2 separate regions of the Mus musculus genome follow, and region 2 is linked to region 1. The links are chromatin contacts, called in public promoter capture Hi-C maps. All regions are on one chromosome and are shown on one strand. Each heading gives the region's core, a stretch centred on a gene start, on an enhancer-like site or on the middle of the called end of the contact. The rest is flanking DNA. Distances are from core to core; before and after follow the strand shown.

The links. Capture Hi-C pulls out chosen DNA fragments and counts their contacts.
Region 2: a contact with region 1 is called in a promoter capture Hi-C map of liver, with 9 times the contacts expected there. The contact joins the promoter of Birc6 here to the promoter of Ndc80 in region 1. A contact is called at or near these places in 3 of 39 promoter capture datasets (cranial neural crest, liver and pre-B cells), 1 of 484 Hi-C or Micro-C datasets (CD4 T cells), 1 of 115 datasets of contacts at active chromatin or transcription factors (Th17 cells) and 1 of 9 other capture datasets (liver).

Annotation. Positions count from the first base shown.
Region 1 is chr17:71,524,983-71,528,540 of GRCm38.p6, forward strand. Ndc80 (NDC80 kinetochore complex component) reads right to left here and starts at 1,875. Exons shown (of 17, transcript NM_023294.2): 1 at 1,729-1,875; 2 at 651-760. The coding sequence starts at 751. It also overlaps a transcript of Spdya not described here.
Region 2 is chr17:74,526,747-74,530,304 of GRCm38.p6, forward strand. It overlaps Birc6 (baculoviral IAP repeat-containing 6), which reads left to right and starts at 1,549. Exons shown (of 73, transcript NM_007566.3): 1 at 1,549-2,055. The coding sequence starts at 1,722. It overlaps Gm31645 (a long non-coding RNA gene), which reads right to left and starts at 1,454. Exons shown (of 3, transcript XR_385765.4): 1 at 887-1,454.

The sequences.
Region 1 (3,558 bases), core at 625-3,124:
AGCTGTCTTCAGACACCCCAGGAGAGGGCATAAGATCTCATTACAGATGGCTGTGAGCCACCATGTGGTTGCTGGGATTTGAACTCAGGACCTTTGGAAGAGCAGTCAGTGTTCTTAACCGCTGAGCCATCTCTCCAGCCCTGAGCCATCTTCTTCTTAGAGCCTTTTGAATACTGGAATTGTAGGGGTGTGTGTGTGACCACACCGAGCTATGTAGCACGTTCCCTTGGACACCTGCCCCCAAACTTGAGGAAATTATGTTATAGCTTATCACCAAAACAAATAAATCTGCTTCCATTTTATTACTACCTTTAGTATTTGGAAACATCTTAATAAATAATGAGTAATACCATGGTGCCTACTTAAACGGCTAATAACAAAGGAATAAGAGGAAAGCAAGCATTGACAATTATTTTATAGCACGCCCAGTAAAGAATCTGACTATGGGAATTGGAGAGACAACGAGCTAAAACCTAGCATCGTGTCCACTTTTATATTTCATTGCCCCCCTCCCCCTAATCCAGTACTACTGGGAGGAGACAGGAGTCACCAAGACATCACTTACACTTTTGTACTAACCATTTCTGGCACTTTTTTTTTTTCTCTAGACAGTAAAGTAAGCAGCTGAGAAGCACAGGGGAGGCACTTACGTTTGAGGGGTATAAAGGCCTGGCTTATTGAGGTCCAGGGTCCTTAACTCCTGCATAGAGAGGCGGCCAGCACCACAGGTGGAAACTGAACTGCGCTTCATTCTCGAAACCTAATTCAGGATTTCAGCGTTAGGAAAATGTTCCAGACTCAAGCAATTCAACGAGCAACAATTATTATCTTTATCCTCTAGTAGGAAAGCAACTAAGTTTGTTTCTGTACAACAATCGTTTCCTTGTATGCTATATTTATTTGTCCATGTAAACCGAAGTTCTTACAAAGAACACCTACGCAACTTCAAGTAGAAAAAAACGAGGCAGAAAAAAGAGGGGAAGATGGAGCTGAAAGTTTTGGGAGAAAAGGAGAGGGGACGACTGAGGAGAAGGAAAGTAGAGCAGAAGCACCTGGCCTGGAGAAGTTCTAAGGGGTCTCTTATATGGGGAAGATGGTAGTGTAGTGATAGATCTGCCCAATGTAGGCGCACAGCATGTATTCATATTAATTAAGTTGTGTTTTCATTGCCTGGGCTTATTTGGGTTGGAGATTTACTGCAACACCTTTCAACAAAGATAAACAATCCGGTTTACAACACAGGCTGCTCCCGCTTTTAAAACAAGTATCAAAATAATGTCTACGTTGGAGTCTGTCTTCATCTCTGCAGCATCAGACACTATGCACTCGGCCCTAGCTTCCACAGAGGGTTAGACAGATCGCATTTTTATTGTTGTTGTTTTGTCTTGAGCTAGGGGTGGAGAGTCAGACCCTTTAGCAAGCTGGGCTGAGCGCTGAGCACTGAGCCACACCCCTCCTTGTTTTGGTGGCTTGCGTTCAACCTAGTTTTACTCTCATGATTTCACTGGTTTCCAGTCATGTCCATACCAGGCTTTTAAGTTGCAGCATCAGCACGGGTACACAACACACCAATCAGCTTTCCCCCTGTCAGTCCCCACCTGTTAGCATCGCCTTCTCCCGCTACAAACGTTGCAGAGCCGGGCAGATCCCACCCCAGCTCCCTCGCAACAGTCAGCTCCAGCGCCGCGGACCATTTTAACACAGAGCTGATCCCATCTCAGCAGTTACCTTTCGCTCAGCTTCTCAACGAGACCCGGCGCCCAGCTTTCCGTAAACCGCACGACTGCACACGAAAACAGCCGCCCAAACCAGAGCGTCCGCTTCCGTCAACCCAAGGCGGTTTGAATTTTAAAGTTTCCGCCCGCGCTGACGTCAGGACTGCGACGGCGAGTACGCATGCGCGCTCGCTCAGCGCCCGCCCTCGTCGCCGGAAGTGTCCGCATCGGGGGCCAAGCGAGCTCTGGGCTCTTCCCAGGTCGTCGTTAGCGTCGGTGACCCGAAGGGAGTCCCGCCCTGTCCGGGAAGCTGGCATCTAGGACGAGTAGGGCTGTCCGGGCGGAGCGGCCCGAGCCCTCCTGGAATCAAGTTCCGTACAGCAATATGGCTGCGTCCTGGAAGTAGAAAGCGCGGGTTTGTCTCCGATAGGATGGAGGCCAGGACCCAAGCCTATGAGGCGGCGTGAGGTTCCTGACGTTAGGAGAGGCTGTCGAGTGTGGCGGTGGACGAGCCTGAGGGATATTTAACATCAGGCTTCCTCAAGTGCTCTGGATTCCCGCCGCCCAGCCTCGGAACAACAAGCAGGCGTTACTAGTTCCCGGATGGTGGTGGCCTGTCCCTGGGCTAAAGTGTAGATTCCTGGCTCTCGGCATTATTGTGCCGTTAGCTAGTTTTGAGCTAAGCAGTCCTTTTTTGAGTTTGAGGTTCCCTAGCGGTCACAGTGACTCCTCACTTTACGTCTCTACTGGGAAACCAAAATCTCAGGTATCACGAAGATCTCCATCACCAAATAGTAGTCAGCAGATATATTAGCAGGCATTATATTTCAGACTCTGTAAGCGGCAGTTCATTTACTTCTTGAAACTAATGGCATTAGAACATAAAAATGATCGTTTTAGTCGGGCGTTGTGGTACACACCTTTAATTTCCACGCTCTGGAAGCGGGGGTGGGGTGGGGGTAGGTTGTGGGGGAATCTCTGACCATCCTGGTTTACCTAGTGAGATCCGGGACAGCTAGAGCAACATAGACACTATATCAAAACAAAACAACCAACAAACCCAAGCAAAACCACCCCAAACAAAACCCACACGTACAAACAACTCCAAAAACTAAAGAGATAATTTTGAGGCTCAGTGAATTCAATGACTTTAGTTTGTATGTGGGGCAGGGTCCACACCCGAGAGAGTCTTGAATTTGAGGCCAGTTTGATGGACCTGGCATACACCAGGGCAACCTAGTGACTCTCTGTCTTTAAGAAACAAACACTATTCTGCAGTCAGTTGCATAAGAAATTTGACTATAAATGCTATTAGACGAGCCTTTAATTTATTTTTTATTCGGTTTTCTCTTAAGGTTTCCACTACATTATAATAAAGCTATATCCAGAAATGCAAAACATATCTTAAGTGAAGATAAAAATGTTCTGTAAAACCTAGTTACTGGAGTGTGGCTCAAACAGATTATAAATCTTGAAGTTTTGACCTAGCAAACTAGTTAAGTTGTGAACTTCTGATTACTATTCATGCTGCACTTGGTTTGGCTAGAGCACTCTTTTAATCTTACTGCCCTACAACTGATAAGGATTAGGTAGGGCAGGGATCTGAGAAATGGAGTGACTTCCTGTGGCAATTGTAGTTTGAAAGCACAACAGCTGTCTTTCCTTTCATTCCTGTGGCCCTCTCTAAATAGATTTATATCATTTAAAAAAGGGTAAATTCTTGTAGGTAATTACTATCCTTTGACTTGACAAGACACTCACCTTTTAAGGATTTAGTGACTTGAATACTTGGACCATGTGGACTCGTGCCTTGACTCAAGGACCAAAAAAGGACCATAGAGGG
Region 2 (3,558 bases), core at 299-2,798, 3.0 Mb after region 1:
ATACTCATTTCTTGAGTAGTGGTATAGGGCAGTCCTAGCCTGAACAACTTCGGTCCTTTAAATAAAGACGTATTTTGAGAGGGAAGCTTGTGTAAGCAGCATGGGGTTCCAAACCAACTGCTGAATTCAACCTCTAGCTTCTGGTAGCAACAGCCTCCAAGTGCTGGGATGAAAGGCGTGGGCCACCATCACCAGGCACCAAACAATTTTTTATTGCCTCAAGTTTTTTTTTTTTGGAAAGGATCTTGTTAAATAGCGCAGGCTTGCCCAGAATTCTTAGCATTACTGTTTCAGACTGGGATTCTAGGTATGCGAGACCACACCCAGGCACCGCTACACTGTAACTACAAGTGACTGACTGACAAGTAACTGTTTCAACATAAAGTTTAAGAAAGATGTTCTTTCAAATCTAACGAAGGAGGATACTCCACTGTTACAGCAAATCTCTCCAACCCAATTATGCTCTGGCAATGAAAACACGACACAATTAGTATGAATACATGCTGTGCGCCTAGATTGGGCAGATCTACAACCACTACACTACCATCTTCCACATCTATGAGACCACTTAGAACTTGCGTTTTCTCCAGGCCATGTTCTTCTGTTCTGCTTTTCTTCTTCCTCCTCCTCTGCCTTCTCTGTCTCAAACCTCCTTCCTTTCTTTCCACTCCACTTTCCCTTTCTCTGCCCAATCATCAGCTTTCCTTTATTTTACAAATTAAGGTGGGAAGGTTTACAAGAAATCACCTAAGTGCTGACTCATTCCTTGTTCACAACTCCTCACAGGAGAACAGAATTGACATCAAATATAATTAGCCCCAGGGCAATCCACAACACCCCACCAAAAATCATGTAAATCCTTTGCAATGAGCTACACTAGGCTGACCTGTAATGTGTCCAGCACCTCATTAATGAGCATGTCTGTTTATTAAAAGATTTGGAACTATCGCTTCTCAGTCTTCTAAGATCAAGTGTAAAAAAAATCTGAAACTAGGGCAGGCGTCGTAAAAAAAAAATCAGGTTCAGTTCCAATGAAGAGGCTTGTCAGAGTGTGCAATGATAGAGGCCTACTTCCGGATCTCGCCTCCACCCCGCAACGCCCTCCTCCTCTGCCCCGTGCTGGGAACCGCTGGGAATCAGCCGCCCTGGCCACGAAGGGGCCTCTGGGCGTACCAGACAAGTCGCGCGGGCTCGGGTTTGCCTAGCGGAAATGCACAGGGCCCAGCACCACCCTCCCTGCCACGCGCAGGGCGGAACTCCCGCCGATACCACTCCCGGGGCTCGAAGGAAGAAACTGGGACGTTGAGGACGCAGGGCTGGCTGGAGCAGCAGCGCGTGGCACGCGCCTAGTCCTACCACGCATGCTCCGCGCTTGAAAAAAAAAAGTTTCAGCCCCGCCCCCTTCTTCTTCTGAGGCCCGCCTACCGGGCCCTGGGAGCTCTTCTGCGCATGCTTACTAGGCCAGGTCCCGCCCCTGCCCCGCCTTTTCTGTGCCTTCGGAAGTTCCTTATTAGCTTCCCTCTGCTCTGGCTAGATCGGCACTCCCGCGCATGCTCCACCCCCTGGGCTCCGGCCCCTCCTTTGGTGCGGCCCTCTCTCCCCTCCCCCGCCAGCCTGCGAGCTCGCTTGGCCTGGCCGGCCTGGCGGGCGACGTTCCCTGTGCGTGCAGGCGCTTGACTTCACTTCCGGCTAACGCGCTCCGCTTTGCCCCCTGGCCCCGGATGGTGACTGGCTGTGGTGCTGCACCTCCCGGGACTGTCACTGAGCGGCTTCCCAGTGTGATTGTGCTGAGCGCAGGCCGGAAGATGGCGGCTGCGGCTGCGGAGGCCTCGGGCCCGAGCTGCTCCTCCGCGGCGGCGGCGGCAGGGGCGGGGGCGGCCGGGGTCTCCGAGTGGCTGGTGCTGCGGGATGGCTGCATGCGCTGCGACGCCGACGGGCTGCACAGCCTCTCCTACCACCCGGCGCTTAACGCCATCCTGGCCGTCACCAGCCGCGGGACCATCAAAGTCATCGACGGCACGTCCGGGGCCACCCTTCAGGCCTCGGCGCTCAGCGGTGAGCGCGGCACGCCGGGCGGGGGCTGGGCTGGGCCGGCCGCGGGCGGAGACGGGTTGTGGGGATGCTGGTGGAGGAAGCCTCCCAGCCTCCGGGATCGGGATCGGCCTCGGAGGGACAGCGTGGAGCGGGAGGGTCGGAGAGGCCCGGAAGCTACGGCCGAGGACCTTCGGACTCGGAAAGCAGCAGCTTTTGGGGACGGGAACTCGGTTTGGCGGGGTGCGCTGCGAGTTGCTTTTCGGGCCTTTTGCATCTGAACCGGCCTGGTCCTGTGGGAGAGATGTGGAGGCCTTGGAGGTCGGTGCTGGTGAGGACCGGGCCCTCGCTGGCCTCTTGGACGAGATTTTGGGCTAGCTCCGGGCTGGACCAGAGGGAAGGGCTGGCAGTCTTGGCGGTGGCGGGAGAGATGGGTGGCCGGAGGCAAGGGGCGGGAAGCGTCCAAGCCGGCTGTCTTGCCCTCTTTTCCCGGCGAGTAGCGGCCCGCCGGTTGTCGTCTGGTCCTGTAGGTGCGGGGACCTCCGAGGGTTGCGCTTTCGCACAGGGGGCGGGCTGGAGTGGGCACTGGGATGGGGAGGTCAGTAGGAGAGGGAAGGCCAGCTGCCTGAACTGTGCTTGCTGGACTATGGGACTCGCAGAGTGCAAAAAAAAAAAAAAAAAAAAAAAAGAAAAAAAAAAGGTTAGTATCGGTCCTCTAGCTCTGAGTGCTCCCTCCTTCCAGTGTCAAGAAGCCTAGGCCCCTTGTAATTAGGTGGAACTTCAAGCCCTTTCAACTTGTTTTAGCATAGAGAGCTAGAGATTGGTAGTTGTAAGTATGTCTGGGTCTCCTCCACCTTGGAAGGAGAGCACTTGGGTGGTGGAGACGTTGGTTCACATATTGGACTTTCAGGATGTACCAGGTCAAAGCTCGTTCAGTGGACATACTGGAGTGTTTTGGGATAGCCCTAGCTAAGTTATTTGCTGAGATGACATTTCATTTGTGGATGAATGGTGTCTTAATTTTGGCGTTAAAGGTTAAAATTTAGAATTTGATGTATTAGTGGGTTTTAAACTCATGCACAGAGATAAATTGTATCGAAGTGCACTTAGCCAAATGGAAGTAATTATGTGTTCTACCAATTCACCTTGTGTTATTTTACACAGACATACACGAATAAGTTTACTGTGTGAGTAATGTCATAAGATTAAATGGCAGTATAGGAATACAAAGATGAAATTAGAGATGTTAATTTTTGTTGACTTATGAAAGAACTGGTTATGTATAGTTACAGCATGTAAACCTGTAATATATTTAAGAGATGCCTAAGAGAAAGTTTTTGGTGGTGGTAGGCTTGTAAATTTCCCTTTTCTTGGCTTAGGTAAATGACAATACCGATGGTCCAGATGCAGCAGCAATGCTTGCTTACTGCAACTGGACATAACAGGTTGTCAGCTGTGTCTGAGAGGGAGATGTTCATGAACAGGTGACTCTTTAATGGAAAGGAATTAAAAATAATGGTCCTGTAG